2 separate regions of the Mus musculus genome follow, and region 2 is linked to region 1. A link is a contact called in public Hi-C data. All regions are on one chromosome and are shown on one strand. The core of a region is the stretch at or near the end of the contact, and the rest is flanking DNA. Distances in the headings are between cores, read along the strand shown. Region 1 holds the start of Mcm9 (minichromosome maintenance 9 homologous recombination repair factor). Region 2 has its middle 21 kb from the start of Fam184a.

Region 1 (6,133 bases), core at 2,332-4,831:
CAAAATCAGTGAAGTTGAGGCCACGGGGGAGGCTCAGTGTTGGCAGCACAAGCCTGACGACCCAAGTCCGGGTGCCTGGGACCAGCTGGACAGTAGCACATAGCACATATGCAATTCCACTGAGAGATGGGTGGTAGAGATGGGAATCGGACCCAGTAGCTCAAGCTGCCAACTATTCTAGACTATACAGTGCAGCTACAGAAACAAGAGAGCCCATGTCTCAAAGTGGCAGGTAAAAATCAATGCCCTAAAGTTTCTTCTGACATCCACACAGATGTTATAGTATACATGCATCCATATTCTCATTCTCTCTCTCTCTCTCTCTCTCTCTCTCTCTCTCTCACACACACACACACACACATCTATTTGTGTGAGCACAAATAAAATAAAAAGAAAAAAATCAAGAGGTTCTTCCTGATGCAACAGCCATCTTAATTCCAGAAAATGATAAATTTTAAAGAGGAGAGTTTCTGTTCTGTGTTCTCCAAGCCTTTTAGAAAACATAGAGGAGTTTTGTTGGCCATATACATGCAAATCTACAGGACAGGTTGTAGACATCAAAGGACTGGGTGCTGCTCCAAAGAATGTCCCGTAATCATCACAGATTGCAGGGAGACACAGGGAGAGATTGCAGTGTCAGCATGCTGATGGCATTGCTGTAAACGCACAGATTACAGGTAAGGTTCTTTCCAGGATTCATGGGCATTCTGAAGATCCCGAGCACTCGAAGAGCCAGGGGGCCATTGAGAGAGCCATTCAGGGTGAGCACCAGCCCATTGCAGGCACGCACGCAGAGAAGCATGCTGTGTGAGGTCTGGCAGGGAGCCTGTGCTGGTGGTCCCTGTTCCCTGGGAATTCATGACTTAATGTATACAAGCTTATTACAGACCCTGACTGTAAAAGTGTTTTCTTAAAAACAAACAGAAAAATAGTGAAGTTAATGTTAATTCGTGAAATTGGTTGCTAGTGCAACGTATTAAACAGCACAAAGTATTCCTCATGTTTTCCCCAATCTTTCTCCTTGCTAGCCCTTTATTAACATATTATAATTAATATGCAATCTGGAGGAAGTTCTGGGCCTCCCCTCCCTCATCCCTGCCTTTAGTGGATTTTTTTGAGGCCATCTCTGCTGGGCAGGCTAACTTAGAACTTATTATGTAGCCCAGGCTGGATTTGAGTTTGCAGTAATTCTCCTGCCTCTGTTTTCCAAGTGCTGGGATTACAGTCATGTATCATCACACACACACACACACACACACACACACACACACACACACACACACAGCTTCATAAACAAAGCATACCGTTAATCAGATTGATAGTTCTAACATGACTAGTGACTTGATTTAGGATTATACACTGTAGTAAGTTTGTTTCCTGCTTTCTCTTGTTAGCATAGGGGAATGACGGGCTTCAACAAGAGCAGTTGTTACAGGTGGAGAAAAGCTAGGCAAAAAAAGATGGGAGCATTACGTTTCGGACAATAAGACTGCAAAGAAATATTATATATACTCTACTTCACCTATTTGACTCTCTGAGCAAGTCTTTCTTTCTCAAATGTGTATTTACAAACATAGGGAGCCTATCTCATGTTCATATGTACTGTCATATCACAAATCCTACACCTGATTCTATATGCACTTCCTAATGTCTACCATGCACAAGCCAGTATCCTCACAAATGAAAGAAAAAGCACAGTAAAAGGTACCAGGCCCTCGGAGACCCAAGTGACGATCTAAAGCAAACCATTCCAGAAGGACTAAGAAGGTAACGTGAGTAAGAGTGAGAAGGTGGTTCTGGACAGACAGCACAGGCTGAGAGCACGTGCTGCTCTTCTAGGGGACCTGGATTTGGATCCCATCACCATGATAGGAAGGGCTCACAGTTGCACGTAACTCTAGTTCCAGGGGATCTGATGCCCCTGGACTCTGATGGCAACACATGTGCTGCACAGAACATTCAGGTGCACGTGTGCACGTGCGCGCGCACACACACACACACACACACGTGTGCGCGCGCGCACACACACACACACACACACACACACACAGAGATTGATTGATTGATTTTCAATTTAAATGAGCTGACAAGTACCAGAGAAGAAACCATGAACTGCCCTGGAGATTCCATACTAGCTCTAAGCACCTTAGCAAAGGTGTGGTTTATATTGGACTTATTTTATTTATGTAACATATATCATCCTCTATAAATACTATGACTAAAGAAGACTAGATATAGTTCAGTTAAAGTTCAGTTTGGCATCCCTGAGGTGGATCACACTGGCTACTGATTCTGCCCTCTCTGAACACCTGCTCAGCTGGGAGGTATAAAGTATAAAGTTGCATCACACTTAAGCCAAGAACACTGACAAGTACAGGAGGCTGGTATGAGATTAAGAGAGTATTTTTCAGAGAATCAGTCAAAGTAAGCCAACACTAAAATACTAAGCGACTTGGTTTTGGTTAGGTAATAGCATAATCAATCAGCCAAGAGTAAAAAAAGAGATTATTTGGGAAAGGGATCATAGTATTTCATGATGTGGATCTTAGCTGGGAAAAAAAAATCACAGCACTACCCTCAAGAGTGACCAAAGGAATATCTTTACGATTTTACAAATACAAAGTGAATGTAGAGCAGAAATCCGAAACAACAATTAACAACATACCCAACTCCAACAGCGCAGAAAGAGGGCGGGCAAAGAATTTTAAGTTCCTAACAGGGGCAGGTTAAATGTTTGCCTAGTTAAACCGGTAAATTACAGTGTTAAACAGACCGATATTTTTTAAACACAGCTTTCTTCTTCTTTTTTTTTTTTTCCAACATCCGTGCAATTAGACAAGTTTATCAACCTATAAACTCAGGCATCCCGTTACAAACTTAAGCCATTTACTGTCTAGGGGAGGGGGGACGATGGTTGTACAACTATCAAATTCTCTCTCCTCTTGCCTCTGGCATCCAAACAAATAAAATGGCTTTGCTTTATTTCATACTATCCACTGCAAGGTGGCGCCAAAAAGAGCAGTTTGGGGATAGAGCCTTGTCCCTCACCTAGGCTCGCGTAGCCCCGCCCCTCGGGAGCTGTGGCCACGCCCCGCGCGTCTCAATCCCGCGTTGCGCGCCATTCGCGGGTGCGCGCTCATTGCGCGCCTCCAGGCCGCCTGGCGAGCGAGAGCCTAGCGGAGGGATGCTTTGGAAAGCATTTGGAAATTCGCTTCTAATCCACAGGTGGTTGGCTGTGGCCTCCCAGCCCTGCGGGGAGTTTAGAAATTAAAGGATGCGGACGAGACCTGACGCTAACCACGGGAGGGAAACGATCCCCCGGGACCTCACGCTGCGGTGGTCACTTACGGGCTCAACACGCACTGTCTTGGTCGCCGGGACCGCGCTGCGGCCGTGGTCGCCCCAGCCCGACCCGCGCGGCGTTGGAGGGGGCGGGGCGTGCGCGCGGCCGCTCGAGGGGGCCGCCTTGCGCGGGGGCGCGCAGGCTTCTTCGCGCTGCTCTCGCTCGGCCTCTGAAGGACTTGAGCTTCCCGCGGACCCCGAGCCGCGCACTGCCTCAACTTTCCGGCCGCTGGGGCTTCTTCCGGGTGCGGACGCAGGCGGGCGCGCGCCAGGACGGACGCTGGAGTCTGCGAGCGGGAGGCGGGAGCAGGGAGAGAGGCGGGACTCGGGGAGCTGGAGGCGGGGTTTGGGCCGGACAAGACGTCTGAGGGGCGGGTCTCGGAGGCATGGGGCGGGGTTTGAGCGGGACACCGGCTTCGAGGGCGGGTTTAGGGTGAAGTGGATAATTCAGGCTGGCAGGAATTCCGCGGATTGGTGATGGGCGAACGCGGGGTGGAGACTAGGGCGGAGAGAAGGGGAACCCTGGTGACGTATTAGGGCGGGATGTGGGCGATCTGGGACTCGACTTTGGTTTGCACCTTCAGATATCTTAGAACACAAGTGATTTTGTTGTTTTTTTTTTGTTTTTGTTTTTTTTTTTTTTTTGGGTTGGCGATGTATTTAAGGAATCTGCCTACTTCCACGTCACAATATTTTCCATTTCGTGTAGTTCTCTGATCCATTTCGAGCTAAATTTTATAAGTGGTGTTACGGTTTTGTGAAGTCACTTCTACTTTAAATCCTCTGACTGCACATCTACCTATCAGCAATTTTTATTAAATCAAATCAGGCAGCTGAGGGCAAAATTGGATATAAAAAATTCATTATCTGGCCGGGCGTGGTGGTGCACGCCTTTAATCCCAGCACTTGGGAGGCAGAGGCAGGCAGATTTCTGAGTTCGAGGCCAGCCTGGTCTACAGAGTGAGTTCCAGGACAGCCAGGGCTACACAGAGAAACCCTGTCTCGAAAAAACAAAAACAAAAAAGAAATTCATTATCTTGACCCCAACTCAGCTTCAGCAAGAGAGTCATGTCAGCACGTGCTGCCACCGTTCATGTTCCCTGATCTCAAAATGTCCCTAGCTCAACTAATAAGTGTTTTTCTGAACTTCAAATTGTTCCTGAAGACTTTCTACATTAGAGCCTAAGGGTGTTACTTCCTAGGGCCAGGCCCTCTTTTTACATCAGTTAAGGATACAATGTCTCAAAGACATTCCTACTGGTCAATCTGATACAGGCAGTTCCTTAATTCAGACTCCCTTCTCAGCTAGGCATGGTGGCAAAGGCCTTTAATTCTGGCAGGTTGATCTCAGTGAGTTTAAGGCCAGCCTGATCTACAAAGTGAGTTCCAGGACAGCCAGATACATTTCAACAAAACAAAACAAACAAGCAAAAAAAAAAAAAATCTCTTTTCTGAGGTAATTCTTGGTTAAGGCAAGTTGACATTTGAAATTAAGCAGTACACCTGTATGATACATTGGTTCAATCTTAATGATTTTATGTCCCTATAAAAACTTCACACATTGGAGCACTATTAGTACATTGGACCACGGAAGGGGAGAAACTGGACCATAGCCACTCATAGTTTGTTCCAGGATAAACTGTTCTCTCCTTTTGAGGTAAGGGTTGCGTTTTTGACTCTACAATGAGTAGAAGTATTAAATTTTTTTTGAGACACAGTCTTGTTAGGTAGCTCACAATAGCCTCCAGTCTGCGGTCCTTCTGCTTCTTAAGATTATGGGTGTGAACCACCATAAATGGCTAATAGAGCACTCTTAAGTCTTGTAGTATAGCCTTTACACAGGTGTATACACACACACACACACACACACACACACGAGAGAGAGAGAGAGAGAGAGAGAGAGAGAGAGAGAGAGAGGGAGAGAGAGAGAGAGAGCTATTAGCTTGCAGAAGACCATGGCCTATAGTGAGCCGGGCAATAAAACTGATAGCCAGGTCTATGGTAATGACAACTGAGTTGTGAACATTCCATCTTGGAGAGAAGAGGGGTTTTAGGACCCACAGAAGACCTTTACTTCTCATCCCAGTCACCACTCTCTCCTATCCATCCTCATAAAAGTAGGTAAGAGGTTTTAAAAATGACTTGGAGTGATACATTTTTAAAAAGTATAGAATTTTATTTATTTATTTATTTATTTATTTATTTATTTATTTATTTATTTATTTATTGTGGTGGATCCTGGGATTCAAACTTAGGCAAGTCAGAGAACAACCTGTAAGGAGTCATAGGCTTGAACTCAGGTTCACCAAGTACTCTTGACACTGAGCCATACCCCATGGCTTTTGCATGGGACTTTCTGTGGTACAAGCTTCGCCTGCATTACCCACCTCATGTGATCAACTCCAAATAAACACATTTGGGAAGCTAGACTTGGTAGAATCTTTGGTCTATTGGTCCCTTCCCTTTTGGGATGAAGAGACTTATTTTTTATTTTATTTTATTTTTTATGTCTCTAAGTGAGTCCCAAGACAAGCCCATTTTGATAGCTACCCTGACCTGAATCTCGTGCATGGCACTGCAGCCATCAGATGAGCCACATTCATCTATTTGGTGACAGAGTTCACAGAAACTACTTATTAGCAGGCAAAAGTGACTTAACATAACTAACTTTTTTGGAGACGTCTACTGATCTTAGAGTCACTACAAAGTATTTGGCTAAGGTGGACTAAAGCTTAAGTGAAATGTGGGGCAGGAGAAAGGGCTTGGGTTAAAGCACTTGCTGCACAAATGT
Region 2 (6,133 bases), core at 1,343-3,842, 140 kb after region 1:
CTCTCTCTCTCTCTCTCTCTCTCTCTCTCTCTCTCTCTCTCTCTCTCTCTCTCGTACCCAGGGAATACATTTGACTTTCACAGAGTGCTCTGAATCATTTGCTGTCTGTTTCATTGAGGCCTTCAAGACCATGAAGGCCTTTCATGAAAGCCAGCCAACTGTGCACTCTTAGAATCAACAGTTCCCCTTTTCATTCAAATATCAGAGACACTGGATAAGCAATGCTTCCCACACCCACATCTGATTGACCACAGACGAGAATTCTGTAGTTAGGCCAGAGGAAATTGACTCTACAAGGTGTGGACTTCTGTTTCCATCTCACTGGGACATAAACCATTTTATGTTATTCTGCTGGGAGACTGCTTTCTTGCAGAACTTTTAGTATTATACTTTTGTTTGGCTCACCTCAAACGCAGAGCCTGAGATAAGGACTCAAGTTCCGGGGTTTATTTTCAAAGACTGTAGAAGATATGAAGGAATCACGAAGCTTTTTTGTTTTGTTCTTTAGAAAAGGAATCTGGGAAAGTCAATAACAGCGTGTTACTGAACGTCTTCAGATCTTGGTTAAGGGGGAACTCTGAAGAATCACTCGGAGTCCAGGTCAGAGTGTTCTTACAAAGAATGGGAGGCTGAAGCCTCTGTCCCTTACTGCTTCCTGGCCCTTTGGCTAACCATTCCTCTAAAGTCTTCCTAACCTATCCTTTGGTCTTGCCTTGCCCACACCTACGTAAGTTCCTATTGCTTCAGAAGAAGACTTCAAACAGAAACTCTGATGGGTAGTGTGAGCATGGGTGGTGGGACAATGAAAACATGTATGTCCTAGACTCCTGCAGATGCAGCGTGGGTCAAAGGTGAGCTGGATGGAGCAGGAAAAGACACTAAAGCTTTGCTTCCTGATAGTACTTTGTTGTAGGATTTTCCCTGTCAAATTACGGTAGGACAGCAAGAGGCCTGTGATTGGACAGGGAAAAGGGAGGCAGATCTAAGTGTTGCAGAGACAGAGAACATCTGAGGGGAGAAGGAGAAAGGAAGATGGAGGTGAACATAACCAGCGTGGCTTTAGCAGCCACAGGTAGTCATGCTATCATAAGGTTAGAATAATTGGGATAAAGCTTTTATCATTATCAGTTGGTTGTGAAATTATTGTATTGGCATCTTGTAAATTGAGAATTTATTGATACATAAATCTGATTGGTTAATTATCAGCTTCAAGAGTTTTGTTTCCACTGGGTAGATGAGTGTTGTGGTGACTGACCACGGGGTATACAGTAATTGCATGGGCCTGGCAGCAGAGATCTGCCAAGGGACTCTGGAGCTCCAGCCAAGAGAGAGATGGCTGAGTTGAGATAACCTGGCTGGAGTCATGTGGTCCACTGGCAGTATCACAGGAAGCCTGCCAGTCTTATTAATATTTCCGGCAATAGTACATAGGTTTCCCTTAATCCACTGGATCTCACCTTCCTAATGCTGAAGCCGTTTAATGTGGTACTGATCCCTAACTATGAAACTATTTTTGTTACTACTTAATGACTGTAATTTTGCTACTGTTATGAATCATCATACAAATATTTTTGGTAGTAGAGGCCTGCCAAAGAGACCCACAGGTTGAGGACCACTGCCTTAATCAAACACACCGATCTCTTCTTTGGAAAGAATGCCAACATATAAATAAGGCGTATGCACTCTTACCAGAATAACATTTGTCTCTTCAGAAAGCAAGGGATGGAAGGAGAAACAGTCTGCTTATGAAGCTGGTGCTGAACTCAGGGTTGATCCTAAGAGCAGGAGTTGGTGACACCCTGGTTGGCTTTTTGTTTCATTTTGCTTTTCTTCAGATTAACTGGTCAATCCCTTGCTCTTGGGTCCCAAATCTGGTATCCGGGAAATACAACTTTTGCTCCAGATTTCATGGCAGAAAAGATAATAAACTGTTTAGATGAGAAATGGTGTATTTTCGTCCATCCTTCAGAGTCCAGGGATGGATGCCTGCAGGATTGGTTTTCCTTTCTTTTCTTTTCTTTTCTTTTCTTTTCTTTTCTTTTCTTTTCTTTTCTTTTTTTTCTTTTTTCTTTATTTGAGACAGGTGAAAAGGTTTCCTTTACACTATGTTTTCTTCCTTGACATTACACTGTTCCATAAATCTTGCCATTCACACTTCTCCTCCAAGTAACTCTTTTATTCTTTGATAACAGTTCATTGGAATACAGACCAAAAAACTGCCCTTTTGAGGTAGTGTCACTTGGTGCCAGACAGCAAGAGTACTTACTGTGTATTCTGAGCCAGTGGTTTGAAACAGTCTCCTCTTCAGCTTGCTTTCTGACCTGTGAGTACTATGCACCCCTGGTCCCTGTCTTCTTCCCTACCCCCTAGGATTGTCTCCAAGCAGTCCACATCTGGGGTGTGTAGATTTTGCAGTGTGGTGATCTTTTGTACAGTTTGGAAGTTGAGGCAAGAGAAGTAGTAAAAGAAGAGAAGAAAGATAATGAGATGCTGAGGCACATGACTCTGCCCATCTCTAGGGCAACAGTATCCAGTACAGAAGTGAGAGATGGATGATTGCACCTGTGTTTTCTGCACTTCCTGACACCAGTGCCCCTTCCGACTACTACCCATGCTCAGATCTGGTTATGATTCTACCACTGGTGGATACAGCTGGTCTCTAGACACCCTTTCCAAATTCAGGGTGCAAAGAGAAAACCATATGCTTTGCACAGTCCTGCTTGAAGCACCCTCTTTTCTCCCTTGAAGATTTAATGTGTCACCTTGAGGGATAAGAAAGAAGAATTGAGGAACTACAGAGTTTGGGGGCTAAAGAAGGGAGAAACCAAATTTAGGGGACTAATTAATGTACCTAATGCCATACTGGGGTCAGAGAATGACGTTAGTGTCTTTCATTCTTTCTGGTGGATCACACTGTTCTTTCTCACCTCTGCCTCATGACTGGCTTGATTCACAGTTTAAAAGTGTGACTTCCTTCTTTAAAAAAAAATGTTTATTCAATTGACTTATGTGAAAGAGCTAAGCTTTCAGCTCTTTGCCTTGTTCCTCTTCTTCCTGTCCTATTCTTTAATTTCTCATTTCTTACAAATAGAAACATTTTAAAATAGAAAAAGGGAAGCAAAGGCTGAAACAAACGATGAACTATTATGAACATACAGCTGTAAAGGTACATCTTACACATCACCACAACAGAGTTAAAAAAAAAAAAGCAAAACAATGAAAACAAACAAACAAACAACCCAACCAGGGCTTGGAAGATGGCTCAGAGGTGAGGCAGGTGTGGTACTCTTGCCGAGGACTGGAATTCAGTTCCCAGCATCCACAGGCAACTCCTGTTTGTAAAGCCAGCTGCAGGGAATCGAGCACCCTCTTCTGGACTCTATGGGCACCTGTACTTACATGTGCATGTGTGAATGTGAGTGTGTGTGTGTGTGTGTGTGTGTGTGTGTGTGTGTGTGTGTGTGTGGTGAGTTTTTTGGTGGGTGTTTTTTGCCTGTTTTTTTTTTAAAGAGAGAGAGAGAAAAAATAAAAATGGAAAGAATAAAGGATATTTATGTTTCACTACAAATAAAGACATACCTATAAGGAACTTAGTATTTACCATGGGCCAGGGCTTAGGGTGAGGCACAGGGACGAGCAGGATGTTTTTCTTCTCTAATTGGTAAAGTGATTTTTAACAAAAAAAGTGAAGCTGATTATAAATGTAAGAAACTGGCCTCTTAGGATTGGCAGTAGACCAATATTTACTGTAATTCTTAATTTTCCTCCCTGATTACTGAAATTGTCATAAATCAAACACCAAGAAGCACGAGAAAGGAGGAAGCCTGTGCCTAAAATAATCCCTACTTAGAATCAGGCTTACAAACTAAAATGAGTTGCAGCAAAAATAAGCTTCACTGTGTATCAGGAAGGCAGAGGGCTATTGCTACAGAGAAATCCTAGATGCTGAAAACATCATTAAGGAAAAGCAAGAGAAGCAAGAAGAGACCAATGTACACTATAAACCTGGGTTTAAACCAGCAGCCCTCTGGGAAAACTGTAAGCAGTGCAGGCCCTGGTTTCCTACACAGATTTACTCTGTATTTACTTTCCTGGTCTCTCATAAAAAGGCCCAAAGGAACTCTCTAAATTTACTAACACTGTCTCTGTTCTGGTTCATTACCTCTGGCTCTCCTTTCCTTTGCAGCACTCCTTCCTGCCTGGGTCGTTGCCTGCTAAGGGTATCTGAGATACTGGCATGTGTCAAGTGATGGCTGTAGAAATAAAAATGAACGGGGACAGCTTCACATGACAGAGACTGTCCAGTGCTCCCCCAGTCAGGTGATAAAGGTTGATTTCAAAATCGAGAAGCTACGTAGATGGCCATTACCTTGGATATGATAAAGGAAAATGGCACTTTGCCTCTACAGTACCTACCTATAATGGGTACCTAAGCCCACAACATACTTTAAACAGTTAAAGTAAATCTAAGTTTAAAGAGGCTTTCTATACAATAGTGGTCTGTACTTGAAAGCACCAAGGTCATCAAGTCAGAGGAAGTCTATAAACACAGCCATGGAGATTCTGAGGTGATGCAACTACTAAGTGGGTGTGGTACCCTGGGTGGGATCTAGGACGAGAACAAGAACTTTAGGTAAAACACAACAAAACAAAGCTGAATGTAAACATGGTCTCTTACTGAATAATAGCATATCACACTTGTTAATAACACAGGAAGCCAGGTAGGGTCCACAACAACCCTCTGTACCATCTTCATAAATTTTTATATAACTAAGATTAATTCCCTCAAAATAAATTTCTTTCAAAAACAGTGGTTCTTAAAACAGACACAGGTAAAAGGTTTACTCGTGTCTCCTATTATTTCAATAATTTCCAACTATTACAAATTTGGCTCAGCTCTCTCAGTAGTAAAATTATTTAAAAGCATATGCTTATTATAGAAATAAAATATCATCTGTGCTCTGACACCCACATCAAACACATCTATTGCAAAGATGCAATGGTTGGCAAACACTAATTTTAATGAATTAATTAGCTATGTATAACTAAAGACATTAGTCACAAACTCCTGAACGTCAGTAATTTGCCAACAAGTTCTATATTTAAGCAAATTATACCATTACTTAAGGCCACAGCTTGTCTTTAATTTTGGATAACACTAAAGTGCCAATAACAAAGCCAAACAGATATTTCTCAAAAGAGAACACATTAAATGGTAATTTGTAGAGCTATTATTGAAAGTAGGACCTTAGCTTTTATGGGTCTTCTATCTGCTTTCAAGTTTTATGACTTTGAAAAATAAACCAAGTACTGGCTGTTCTCTTAGAACATTAACTTATAAAATGCTTTGGGAATTATTAACAGTAACCTCAATATAACAGCCTAATTGCTTTGTTCACAGTCCAGTGTTGAAAGTAATTAACTGCATGGACTCTGGTATCTTAGTATCTTTTTGTATCTCAGTTTTCTCATCTTTAAACAGGATTTGCTATAACCTGATATAGCATAAAAGTTACAGTGATGACAATTGGGGCAATAAGGTGTTGTCTACTACCCATTGCTATACATCAACACTCGAGACAGGGTCATTTACAAAGGAGTCTGGAGTTCAAAATTCGGTGGGTGAATCTGTTGATGACCTTGTGCTATGTCATAATATGACTGGAAAGCTGAAGGTCAAGAGTGAGATTTAATGAGGGGCAGCTTCATCTTATATGAAGCTCAACTCATCTTATATGAATTCACTCAACAATAGCTAAAATTCTTCCTCTGGCTCTCTAGAGCAGTGGTTCTCAACCTATGGGTTGAGAATCCCTTTCAGGTTGAATGACCCTTTTATAGGGGTTTCATATCAGGTATCCTGCATATTTCTATTACAATCTGTAACAGCAGTAAATATATAGTTATGAAGTAGCGATGAAATAATTTTGTGGTTGGAGTCACCACAGCATGAAAAACTGCATTAAAGGGTCACAGCATTAGGAATGTTGAAAACCTCTACTCTGGAGAAGCCCAGTCACCTCTTAAAGGCCCCAGTTGATACCACTTAACCATGACACAAGTTTTAAAGAAGACCAATCATATTTAAGTCTCAGCAGATATGCAAGGTTTGGTGGAAGGTAAGGTGTGTTTC

Evidence for each region. Hi-C and Micro-C count contacts between places; a contact is called where the count stands out from the background.
Region 2: a Hi-C map of natural killer cells shows a contact between it and region 1, with 4 times the contacts expected there. The contact joins the enhancer-like site here to the promoter of Mcm9 in region 1. A contact is called at or near these places in 1 of 39 promoter capture datasets (3T3-L1-derived adipocytes), 2 of 484 Hi-C or Micro-C datasets (cochlea and natural killer cells), 2 of 115 datasets of contacts at active chromatin or transcription factors (embryonic basal ganglia and forebrain) and 3 of 9 other capture datasets (adipose tissue, liver and pancreatic islet).

The regions. Positions count from the first base shown.
Region 1 is chr10:53,626,376-53,632,508 of GRCm38.p6, forward strand. It overlaps Mcm9 (minichromosome maintenance 9 homologous recombination repair factor), which reads right to left and starts at 3,582. Exons shown (of 13, transcript NM_027830.3): 1 at 3,349-3,582.
Region 2 is chr10:53,768,724-53,774,856 of GRCm38.p6, forward strand. No RefSeq gene overlaps it. Among named protein-coding and RNA genes, the nearest start is that of Fam184a, 21 kb to the left of the region's middle. Within about 2 kb of position 2,593, at least 8 of the 459 cell types and tissues checked have an H3K27ac peak or open chromatin away from gene starts, as enhancers often do. A contact at or near this core is called in natural killer cells, where this site is marked.